Regions from separate parts of the Mus musculus genome. Here region 1 is linked to region 2. Evidence: chromatin contacts called from public HiChIP or PLAC-seq data. All regions are on one chromosome and are shown on one strand. The core of a region is the stretch at or near the end of the contact, and the rest is flanking DNA. Distances in the headings are between cores, read along the strand shown.

The links. HiChIP or PLAC-seq counts read pairs in DNA pulled down with a chosen protein or histone mark.
Region 1: a contact with region 2 is called in an H3K4me3 HiChIP or PLAC-seq map of bone marrow-derived macrophages, with 6 times the contacts expected there. The contact joins two enhancer-like sites. A contact is called at or near these places in 3 of 39 promoter capture datasets (cranial neural crest, hematopoietic stem and progenitor cells and neutrophils), 4 of 484 Hi-C or Micro-C datasets (bone marrow-derived macrophages, liver and muscle stem cells), 5 of 115 datasets of contacts at active chromatin or transcription factors (bone marrow-derived macrophages, embryonic stem cells, heart atrium and 1 more) and 3 of 9 other capture datasets (adipose tissue, liver and pancreatic islet).

What each region holds. Positions count from the first base shown.
Region 1 is chr10:42,242,672-42,248,240 of GRCm38.p6, forward strand. All of the region lies in intron 2 of Foxo3 (forkhead box O3), which reads right to left. Gm38485 (a long non-coding RNA gene) reads right to left here. Exons shown (of 2, transcript XR_380269.1): 2 at 4,765-5,115. Among named protein-coding and RNA genes, the nearest start is that of Gm38485, 29 kb to the right of the region's middle. Within about 2 kb of position 1,915, at least 31 of the 459 cell types and tissues checked have an H3K27ac peak or open chromatin away from gene starts, as enhancers often do. A contact at or near this core is called in bone marrow-derived macrophages and hematopoietic stem and progenitor cells, where this site is marked.
Region 2 is chr10:42,029,938-42,035,523 of GRCm38.p6, forward strand. No RefSeq gene overlaps it. Among named protein-coding and RNA genes, the nearest start is that of Gm51798, 11 kb to the right of the region's middle. Within about 2 kb of position 1,259, at least 61 of the 459 cell types and tissues checked have an H3K27ac peak or open chromatin away from gene starts, as enhancers often do. A contact at or near this core is called in bone marrow-derived macrophages and hematopoietic stem and progenitor cells, where this site is marked.

The DNA of each region.
Region 1 (5,569 bases), core at 665-3,164, 210 kb after region 2:
TCACCCATCTGAGTATAAACAAAAGGATCCTGTAATAAAACATGACTTCACTGATTTCAACGAAAAAGTTGGTTTGGCCAAAGACCAGTCATAATCAGGAACTCAAACAGGGCAGGAATCTAGAGGCAGGAGCTGATGTAGACATGATGGAGGAGTGTTGCTTACTGGCTTGCTTTTCATGGCTTGCTCATCTGCCTTCTTACAGAACCCAGGACCACCTGCCCTAGAGCAAACCCACCCACAACAGCTCAAACGCTCCCACATCTACCACTAACTAAGAAAATGTCCCACCGGCCAATCTTACAGAGGCATTTTTCTCAATTGCTGTTCCTTTTTCCAGACAGGCCTAGTTTGGTGTTAGGTCAACAAAACCAACCAGTGTCGTCATCCTCGGTGCCACCTTCTTTCAGGGTGGCTTAAGAATCAGCCCCTCAACCAAGTTCTTGGTCAACTAGTTCTTATCCTTATTCTCACAGGCATTTTAAAGATCATTGCGTGTGTGTGTGTGTGTGTGTGTGTGTGTGTGTGTGTGATACAGATAAATTTTTATTTCAAAATCAAGACTGAGCATGAACCTTAAAGTTAAACATTCAAGACTCATCTACTGACTAGCCGGTCTGAGAAAGACAACATAGGCACTATTATCTCAAAGTGCCAAAATGGCACCCCTCTCCCTGATTAGCAGTTTCTCCTCGGAATCCTCTTTATGTCAAAAGTTATGTTTTGGAAATCAGACTCAAGAATGACCATCTTGATATGCAATAGTATTTTCTTTCCTAGGCCCAAACTCTAAAAAGTGTTCTAGACCCTGGGCTGTTCTTATCAACCAGTGCTGTGAATCAGAAAAAGATGTCCTCCCGAGTCAGTGACCAGTTAGCATGGGTGACAGTTACTTCAACTGCTTGAGTAACAGCAATCATCAATGGAGTTTTAGCTAGGACATACAGAAAGTACTGAAGTGGCTTAATGAACAAGAGTTTATCAACTTTAAATGGGAAGCTGGGGTGCAGCTGGGCCAGTCACGTGTGCGCCTGGTATACATGAAGCTCTGCGTTCAATCCCCAGTATGACCATCAACTGGATGTACTGGTGCATGCCTACAATCCCACCACTTAGGAGGTAAAGTGGGAGGTCGTTTTTGGTTACAGGGGGAGGTTGAAGTCGGTCTGGGCCATGAGATCATCTCAAAAAACAAACCTGAGAGAAGAAAGGGCAGGTTCTGCCCGTCCATTTATTTGGAAGAACGGTCTTTCTTTGTTCTAGAATGGAACTGGTTTAGAGAGAGCAGTCTCCTCTAAAGTCATCCTATCTCCAGTTAGAATGATGACATTTCCTGATGTCTCAGTACGGCACCATGAGAAGAGGAGGAGGCAAACAGACCGAGGAGGCGGAGCACCGGGATGGGAATGAGTTCTGTCTTGTTGGATATAACAAGCTGAGGACAGAGCCAGCCGGCAGAGGGAGAGGGGAGAGCGCTTACTGTAGGCTATGCCTTCAAACACCACCCAACTGTAGTATCAGGCACAGACAGTCAGCTACCCACATCTGGCATTGCTGGAAGCCATATGCCTACTGAACCATTCCATAAATGGGAGCCTTCCTAGCGCACACTTTAGAGTTCTTTCCCTGAATCTACTTCCATAGTGAATTTCCAGTAAGTCAATCACCATAGAACATGTATCATGCCCCACCCCAATCTGTACAGCCCCAAACTTTCTGGAATTATACTTCTAATTCATTCTGTATTTAATCTTGCTCAGGAGAAAACTTTAGTTTGTTTTCATTCCTACTTCCCATCAGCCCTCTGCACAGACAGCTGGTGCTGTCACCAGTGTGTGGCCCATGTGGTCAGTGTGCCCGGTCCTCCTCCTGTGCCTCAGTTGACTTTATCACTGAGTAACTGCTTGTTAATCCCCTGTCACCCCCATGCTGCAGAGGTCCTTATCAGCGGAGCTGAGCAGCAGGAGTCAGCAGAACCTGGCCAATCTAGACCCTCGGCTGAGTCACCCAAGCTTCCCCAGTTGTCTAGGACAGGAAGACTGGGAGAAGCAAGAGGTCCCCACCCCACACTGGGAGGAAGACTTGTCACTGAATCCAGAAGAGGGGTGTTCCCCAAACTGAGCAGCAGGGAACCTCAAACTGTAATATGAAACAGGGGTTCTATTTTTTTAGGTAGTCTTGCTTGTTTCAGGCTGAATATTCATCAGTTTGCTTTAGCAATGACGACTTTAGGGAAGACAAATAATGTCTTAGTATCAGCAAAGGAGAAATAACTATTTTTTTCTTAAATCTGAAGTATGAATTCTAATTTTGGTTGCTCCTCTGTACTCTGGTAGATGGCATGTGATGGACTGACACATCTCAAGAGTCAGGCAGCCCTAGGAGCCTATTAAAAATTAGAGAAACACGAGGTTCCTGAAGTGGCTCACGGCCAACTTTATGAGCTGTCGCTGGACTTGGCCACACACAGTCTACAGAGTCAGTCACAAAAGCCTGCAGGATATCTACATTAAAAAAAAAATCTTCAAACACATGAAAAATTGTCTTGCAGCTTAATTTAGCCCGAGAACCCCACAATGCCACAATCATTACCCAGAAGGCCTTGAGCCCTGCATTTAATGAGGATGGAGAAGCCACCATTGCTCCTCACTGCTCAACTGAACACACTAAGGTTCTGGTTCTCTCACCTTCACGTACAGTAAGAACTTACACAACCCAAGTCGCTTACATAACCCAGTGGCAGCAAGCAGTTCCTCCCTGCAGGGCTCCTATGTTCTCCATCTCTGATCCTGGCGCTTCTCTTTTGAGGAGTCAGGTCTCTCACAGAAGGGTCTTCCAGTTGGAAAGGACTCCAGTGACCTAGCCCAGCATTTCATTTCCTTAATAGCTTTCATTTCTGCTAGTTTTCTGCCCCACCCCAACCCCAAATCCTTTCAACCTGTTGGGAATATGCTACATTAAATTTTACAAAACCAATTTCTTTGCTGCAGGACTTGGCCCGGCTTCCATCCCAGCTGCCAATCACCTCAAAGCTCCTGTGGCATGACTTAAGAGTTATTTTCCATACTCATTCATAACACAGATCACTTTTTAAATAAAATCGGTAATTGGACTAATATTCTTAGAGAGTCCCTCGAAATGCCCATCACTGCACCTACAGAAAGACATCTGTTGGTCTTCCTGTCCTCTTGGCACTCACCTCTAACTTCCTCTCCTTACTTCACCCCTCCAATCTGCTCTGCAAATACTGTTTTCTTCCCTGCTAACAAATACACTTGATGGGGGTTCATTCATCAACCCCCAACCTATCAAGTAACCTGGACATTTTCTGTTATAGCTCAGGAGACCACATTCCTAGTTTTGCTTTGACTATTTTTCTTCTAAACTTTATATACTTAACAAGGAGTCCATGAATGATACAGAGTCTGCAGCCCCTGGAATCATAGGCAAATCATATACAAAACGTGCTTGTGGTCACACAGTTTCTTAAGACTGTTTTTAAAAACGGTTTTAAGACATAGCCAGTCCAACAGGGTCCCCAATAAAGGAGCTAGAGAAAGCACCCAAGGATCTGAAGGGGTTTGCAGCCCCATAGGAGGAACAACAATATGAACTACCCAGTACCCCCAGAGCTCCCAGGGACTAAGCCACCAACTCAAGAAAACACATCCTAAGCTTGGGAGGCATTCTTCCAAGTAAAGGAAGACCTTAGGAAAGAAAACCAAGGACAGGATGGCAGGCTTAAACAGAGAGAAGGGAGCAGCCAGACCTGGGAGAGGAACCGGGACTAACAGCACAAAGATACCTTACATGGATCTTCAAGCATTTGTCCCCTCTTAATGCAAAGTCAATGCCTAGCAAAATTATGATGCTTGTCCCTAACAATATAACAGGGCAAGAGGCAACGCCATGTCCTATCCCTAACACTGTGAACAAAAGCCAAGCACAGCAGGACATGGCTATAACCTTGGCACACGGCAGGAGGTCAGGAGTGTGGGGTGGGGTTGAGAAGGTAAGCCAGTAAGCAGCAAGCCACTGGAAGGCCACTCACCCCCATGCAGAGAGGCATGCTGGGAAGGAGAGGGAAGGCCCTCAGGCAAGGTCTCCAGCACTAGGCCTTGTCAATGAACTGCCTTCCCTCCAGAAAAATACACTTCGGTGAGAAAGAGAAAACAGTAAAAATTACAGGACTATAAAAACTTCCTTAAATAGCTTCAATTGGGGGGGGGGGGTCCTTTGGAACCTACTGGTTTTCATTAGGCCCTTATAAAACAAAACCTCAGGTTGTATTTCATGCAAAACAATGGACGCGCTTAGAAAATTAATACAACATGATAGGCATCAATGTTTTTAGCGTGACTGTTTAAATTTAGCTCAAGTTCAAGAACGAGAGGTGAGTGTTACAAGAAATCTCTTTGCACTCTCCCTCCTTTAGAAACATTTCCAGTATTCCTGAAAAATCAATGTACATTTCACAGCTCTACCTAAAAACACTGTGATCATACTCATGGACGCAGCAGAGAGGCTATGGTTTTGGACTCACCAGCTTGTAACTAGACAAGGGTTTGCAAACCCCAGCTACTTAGGGGAGAGGAGGAGGCAGGGGTGTGGCCCAGAAAAAGATATCTGCCCTTGAATAGCTTCACATATCAGAGCAACAAGCTGTTCTCTTTGCCGGCAGTGCTGTCCGTCCGGAGACTCTCTATGAAAACACCTTAGATTATAAGTGACTGTGACAAATTACACATTCCCTGATACATAGGCTGATGTGCATGCTTTTAAGGTTTTATTAGGACATTAAAACAAAACAAAAAAACCAAAACAACAACAAAACCAGATGCCACTGGCTCTACAAAACTTGGCTATAGACAATCCCACAGCACTGGGCTGGCAGCAGTCATGTTTGGAGAGAGCTAGAGCCCTTCCAGATGCAACAGGGCTGCCGTGAGGACAGCAGACACGCCCGTGCTTGGCTGTTCCGTTCTAGCCATTCCCAGGTCAGTCAGCTGAGACAACCAGACCCACAGGTTCATGAGACTCTCGAGATGAAGACGACCAGGGCCACCACTGCCACCGAGTGAGGATTCCAAATCTATGGCTTTTGAGTTCAGAAAGCTGTAAGATAGAAGAAACAGTGCACCTGAAACCCAAAGCAGGAAAATCAAGGAGAGGCCAAGGCAAGTCTAGAGAGTGGACTGGGGCAGACGGTTTGCCCTGAGACAAGCCTATCACCACTGGCAGGGGGGTCACCCAGAGACTTGACAAGTTATTTGGTTTGTTTGTTTGTTTGTTTTAATTTGACTTCTAAAACTCGGGAGCACTGCCGGTTCCCCAGTTCCACAGCTTTCTGAGGCAGGCAGAGGCGGGGTCTCTTTCTTTCCCCTTTCCTTCTTTCTGGAGTTTTTAAAATGCATCTGTCTTCACCTTTTTATAAAACATTCTGCTTAAACTGCCCTTTGATCCCACTTAAAACTAACTTTTCAACAACTTTGGGGAAGGAAGAAGAAGAAAGAAGAGGTCTGCCATCTTTCCTCAGAGCTCTAACTAAGCTCATGAAGAGAAGTCAAAG
Region 2 (5,586 bases), core at 9-2,508:
CTTTGATAGTTTAAAGGTTGTTTGTTTGCTTTTTCATTATTGAGAAATGAAGACTATTATTTTGGACGTTAGACCCTTCCTACAGATTGTGCAGCTATCTTCTCCAAACTGAAGCATTCTGTTCTGGGGAGAGGAAGGGGAAAACTCGAAGGCTTAGAAAGCTCAGGAACATTACAGGAAGCTCAGAAAGCTACTAGCCTCACACACAATCCCTCCCACAGCAATTGCCCTGGAGCGGAGCCTTTTTGGTGTTGCTGCCTACAAACTGGGCTACAGGCTCTTGGATGTGGCTTACATGCACTGCTAGCTGGGGTAGGAGACTTTGGGTGATGGAACTGGTCACCCATGCTTCTGCCAATAACCGTAATAAACTCATTTGTTCAGCAAGTAAGACTTTGGGGGAGTGGTTTCCTTACTTCTCCTTGGTGCCCCAACTGTAGTGAACAGACATTTGGTCACACCTCCTGAGGAATATTCACACAACATCCCGTGTGGAATTGGCAGAGTCTCCCATTCTATTGGGTTTTGGGAGGTAGGGGCAGAGGTTGTTTGTTTTTGAGACAGGGTTTCTCTGGGCAGCTCTGGCTGGCCTCGAACTCACTCTGTAGAGCAGGCTGGCCTCAAACTTGGAGATCCACCTGCCTCTGCCTCCCAAGTGCTGGGATTTGCTCAGACTGTTGTCTGAGTTGCCACCCTGCTCATTCCCTAGTGGTTATTTTCACTTTCTTGATAAAATCCTTCAATGTTACAGGTTCTTAGATTTGTTAGGGTCTAATTTACCCCAGCCCCTGTGTATTGCTTCTGCGTTTGATCCCAGACCCAAGACCCCATTTCATTAAGGTCATGATGCTTTCCTCCTGTGTTCTTCTAAAAGTTTTATTGGTTTAGCTCTTGACATAAGCTATTGATCTATTTTGAGTTTCCTCTTACATGTGGTGTAATAACTAAGCTTCATTCTTTGGCTTGGTCTATCTCGTCTGGACTGTTGAAAAGAGGAGAAATATTTTTTGAGGCAGTGGTATACTGTGGTCACCTAAATGATGCAGGGCCTGGGGAACCAGCGTGGTTTTCAGGGTCTCAGTGTGTAAGCTACTGGAGAGTGGAGCAGGGTGGACTGCTGTGGCCAGCTGAGGAGACAAATCACTCCCTCTCGGCTGGAGCAGCGTCAGCAGGCACCCGGACTCCCATGAGCGGCTGGAGTAGAGAGGAGAGATGGCTCTTGATAGCGCCAAGGTCAAACTTTGCTGAGGCAGCAGCAGTGGTGAGCCAAGGCCACCAGAGGGCACAGCAGAGGTGGTACCCAGTGGGAACACATGAAATGGCCTCTTGGGGTCACGTGGCAGCCAGAGAAGCTGCTCGGAGGCTAGGAGGGAAAGGGCATGGAGCCAGGTGGCGGTGGCGGTTCGGAGCCCCACGGAGGTAGATCATTACGGTGGCAGGTCGGAGCCCCACGAGCCGGGTCTTTACGGTGGCAGTGGCAGGTCGGAGCCCCAGACCATTGCCGAGAGTCATTGCTTGTCCTCTACCACAAGGAATGAGTTACAGTTCCCTTCCCTTTTCAAAATGCAGCTCAAAAGAGCGCGTTCTGTCTTCAGGGCCCCAGCTCTCTGTGAGAAACTCTGCACCAGACTTGAAAATTAAGCTGTGTTTGCCAAACATAGTTTTTGAATGACTGCTTTTTAAGGTCACTGATCATATATGCAGCAGAGAAAATATAGGAAGAAAGAGGGATCATTGACTTAAAACTTGTGGGGAAGGGAGTCCCGAAAAGCTAATAGGCTTCTGTAATAGTCACCTGTTTCAAAATTTTCAGATGTCAGGGCAACAGCTCATCCTTACTTTCACACAATTCCTGGGCATTTTTCATTATGCAGTAAGCGTAAGATTTGAAATTAAGTTTCCAGATGAAGGAAGAGATCCCCACCCTAAGGCCTTCCTGTCACATAACTAAGACAACTGAGGACAATAACCCCCCTGAAAGGGTTAATTCTGCAAAACAAAACAGCCCCCCCAAACCCCCAAAGAAAAAACAACAAAAAAAGAAAACAAAAACAAACAAACAAACAAAAATGAACCCCAGAGAAAACCACGAGGTGCTTTTTGGAACATTCCTGATAACGCACACATCTGTATTACACTCTCAACCCCATGGGCCTGGTGCCATCTCTGAATAGCAGAGAAACACTGAGCCAATGCCTGACAGGATCGTTCAGAGCCAGAACCCCAGGAAAGCCCCAATAATAACTAAAATCTACAAAAGGAAACAGCGGTAAGGCCCATTGCCCTTTTATTAAAGATGCTATTTCAAACCTGCCCCACTGCTGAAATCGGGGGGGGGGGGGGGGCGCTGATCTGGCAGCGGCAGCAACCACACGGTGGTATCAGGTGGTATCAGCCCGAGGGAGATACATTTATAGGCATCAACAACCTAAAAGAAGGATGCTCTAAAAGTGGTTTGAAAGAAGGACACTTTGGACCCGTTAAACACAACACAAATGTTACAATGTGTGTAAGCCAGCGGCCTCTGCATGTCTAGTGAGGGTGGTGGCCTAAGCGGAGTACAGCAGCGTATCCATCCACTTTATGAACTGAGTCAGGTAAATGATACAGCGGTCAAGGGTACCTGCCAGTAGCTTTGTTGAGGCAGGAGAGGAGAATCACAATGAAGTTTTTCCTTCTGTTCTTTAAAACATTGTTAAGGTTGCTATTTTTTCTGTTGCAGGGAGGGGACATTCCCTTTTAGTTACCTGTAAAAGGATACAAACTCCAATGCACTGGGCATTTCGTATTGAAAACTTTCAAATTTAAGTTTAGTCACACTGGTCTGGAATTCCCCTACCCCGCCTTCCAACCCCATTCCCCTCATGCAATATTAAATGACCTGGTCCACGTCTGGAGATACATCTAACAACAAAATGATATTAAATTACATCTATCATGGGGTATAGGCTCTTTGGGTGCCAAGGTCTTCGGTGGAAATGCTTGCGGAGAGAGTAGGGCGGGTTTCCAGAGAAAGGGTGCTTGAGCACGGGAAGGGAAGCTGAGTTTGGCCCCAGGGAAGAACTCCCCAGACCTGCCTTATTCTGTCTCCACCAGTGGTACTCTGCGATGTACTGTGGAGAGCTCACATCCTTGGCATTTTGTCACGTCACACGTCTGGTCCTCTGCGTCAGAGACACAATGCTTTGCGTACCCGGTTTCATTTCGCCTTGCAGAACTTCCGGTGGCGAGCAAGAGTCTCTCTAGTTGGAACCAGAAGGAGATTTGTTTAGGGACAAATCCCCTAGTTTTGACTCCCCTAAGAGTCTAGAAAACGGGCTCGATGGTCGCTTAAAGCAGAACTGTACGCAAACTGCCCAACTTGAGCACACCACTGTTTACAAGGTAGATGCAGTGCGCATGTCAGCACTCACTTGTGCAGACCCTCGCTCTCTCTACATTGCTCTTCCACGTTCGCCAGAGTATCTGGCCTAGCACCCAAGGCTTCACTTTGGCTGGGTTTTGTGGCTCGCTAGTGAAGTCCAGTTGACCCACCTATACACTAATCATGCCTGCCATCGACTTGGAAGGTTCTAAAACTTTTGTGTTGCTGTCTCTTGTGAGCAAGACTCATACAAGGTGGCAAAGTCCTCAAATGTTGAGAACCACAAATGTGACAAATGTCAATTATCTCCCAATAGAACCTCATCCAGCTTGGTCCAGTTCACAGTTTGTGGCCATGAGCTTGCAGGGAGGCTGGTTTTATTCCTAGCCATCTTGATTCAATCAGCTCTGGAAATCCCCCTTTCCTTGATGGCAATTCATGAAAGAGGCTCGAAGCCCGACTGCGACCAATGAGTCATGAGGACACATCACTGAGGGATTTCCTGGAAAAGTTTCTTAGTTATTACAAAGAGACCTAAGACACACAATAATTGATTTGTTCTGCCTCTGAGTGGTAGTGTTCAGGGACTTGAAGCCTGGAGCTGGGCAGGCAGCTATTTGACTGACTAGGGTATAGTGGCAGAGCAGAAAGATGAACTGCAGTTATTCTTTTTGACACAGAGTCTCTCTACATAGCCCTGGCTGTCCTTGAACTTGAGCTATGTAGACCCCAACTGGCTCAAGCTCATAGAGCGTCACTTGCCCCTGCTTCCTGAGCATTGAACTGAGGCATGAACCACCACGCCTGGCTGACCTGGGTACTGATGGCATCACTTGTCCACTCTGTCAGCCTGTGCCCATCCCACCTAGGCGTTATTTGTGAGAATTAAAAGATCTCTGAGTTTCCTGGTACTTGCAAGTGAAAACACACTCTGCTTACTCTTGGTCCAGTAGTGCAAAGAAAAGGGTGATAGGAACAGAGAGCAGGGCATCTCCTTGGGCCAGAGAAGACACACCTTCATTATAAATGAAAATAAAATGGAGGGGAATAGAGCCACATGCAGAAAGACCTTCTGAGGAGCTGTCCCTCTCAGATGCCCCCCTCCCCCCGGAAACTGTTTTCCCTCTATTTCAGCTTCTAGTTTTCTCTGGGAATGTCCCTTCCTTCCACCAGGTTCATGGTTGGAAACAATACTCCCTTTCCCTGACAAGGCTGGCAGCCTGTGCTAGCTGATAGTTCTTGCCACCCTGGAGCAGACAGGTCAGGGCCAGCAAGATTGCCCACTAGATAAAGGGGTTTGCTGCCAAACCTGACCATCTGAGTTCCACTCCAGGACTCAGAGAACTGACTCTTGCCAGTTGCCTTCTATCCTCCACATGAAGTGCCATGCCCCCATGTACACGTGTGTGTGTGTGTGTGTGTGTGTGTGTGTGTGCATGCGTGCATGCAATTAATTAATAAATGTTTTAAAAAGAGTCAAATTCAGTCATTCTCTCAAGACTTTACACGCGGCAGCTCCCTGGGAGACTTCTTTCCTAGGCCTTAGGTTCAAACCTTAGCACCCTTGTCTTCTCATGGTGGTGAGAAAGCAGCGGCGCCTGCTCATCCCGGAACATTTGGCTGTGGCAGGGGCCCTGACTGAAGCACTGAGCTGCTTCTGATGCCCAGGGTCTGATGCTACCCTGGGGGATCTTTGTTCTTGTTCTAAAGCGACCATGTTCTTAGGAAGCAGAGATTTCAAAACGCAGCTGCAGGAGCCCAGCCTGACAGTCCAGGGTAGTGCACAGCCCCAAGAAAGCCTAAATTGGAACCACATGAAAACTCAGTCCTAGACTCAAACAATGTTTCGGAAGATCATCTTGTTACATTTATACTGAAGTGATTTTTTTTTTTGTTATCCTGTTTCTTCTTGCTGACCCTTCCACTGAAATTGAGGTGTTTGAATTACAGACTTGAAAGACTGATATAAAACGAGCTGTTTGTAGTAAGCTCTGAGAAGTTTACAGAGGAACCACCTTGATCTGCCTGGTCACGGAGCCCATCTTTATAGAGGGCAGGAGATGGTGGTGCCAGGGCTGTTGCTCACTAGAAATTTGGGGACAATCATTTGAAAGATGTTTTCAAAGTATTTTATCTCCAGTAACTGCGATAATGAGTGTCACATGACATGCAAGGGCAAGGGACATGTGGAGGACATGGAAAAGCAATGCTCATCCCTTCAT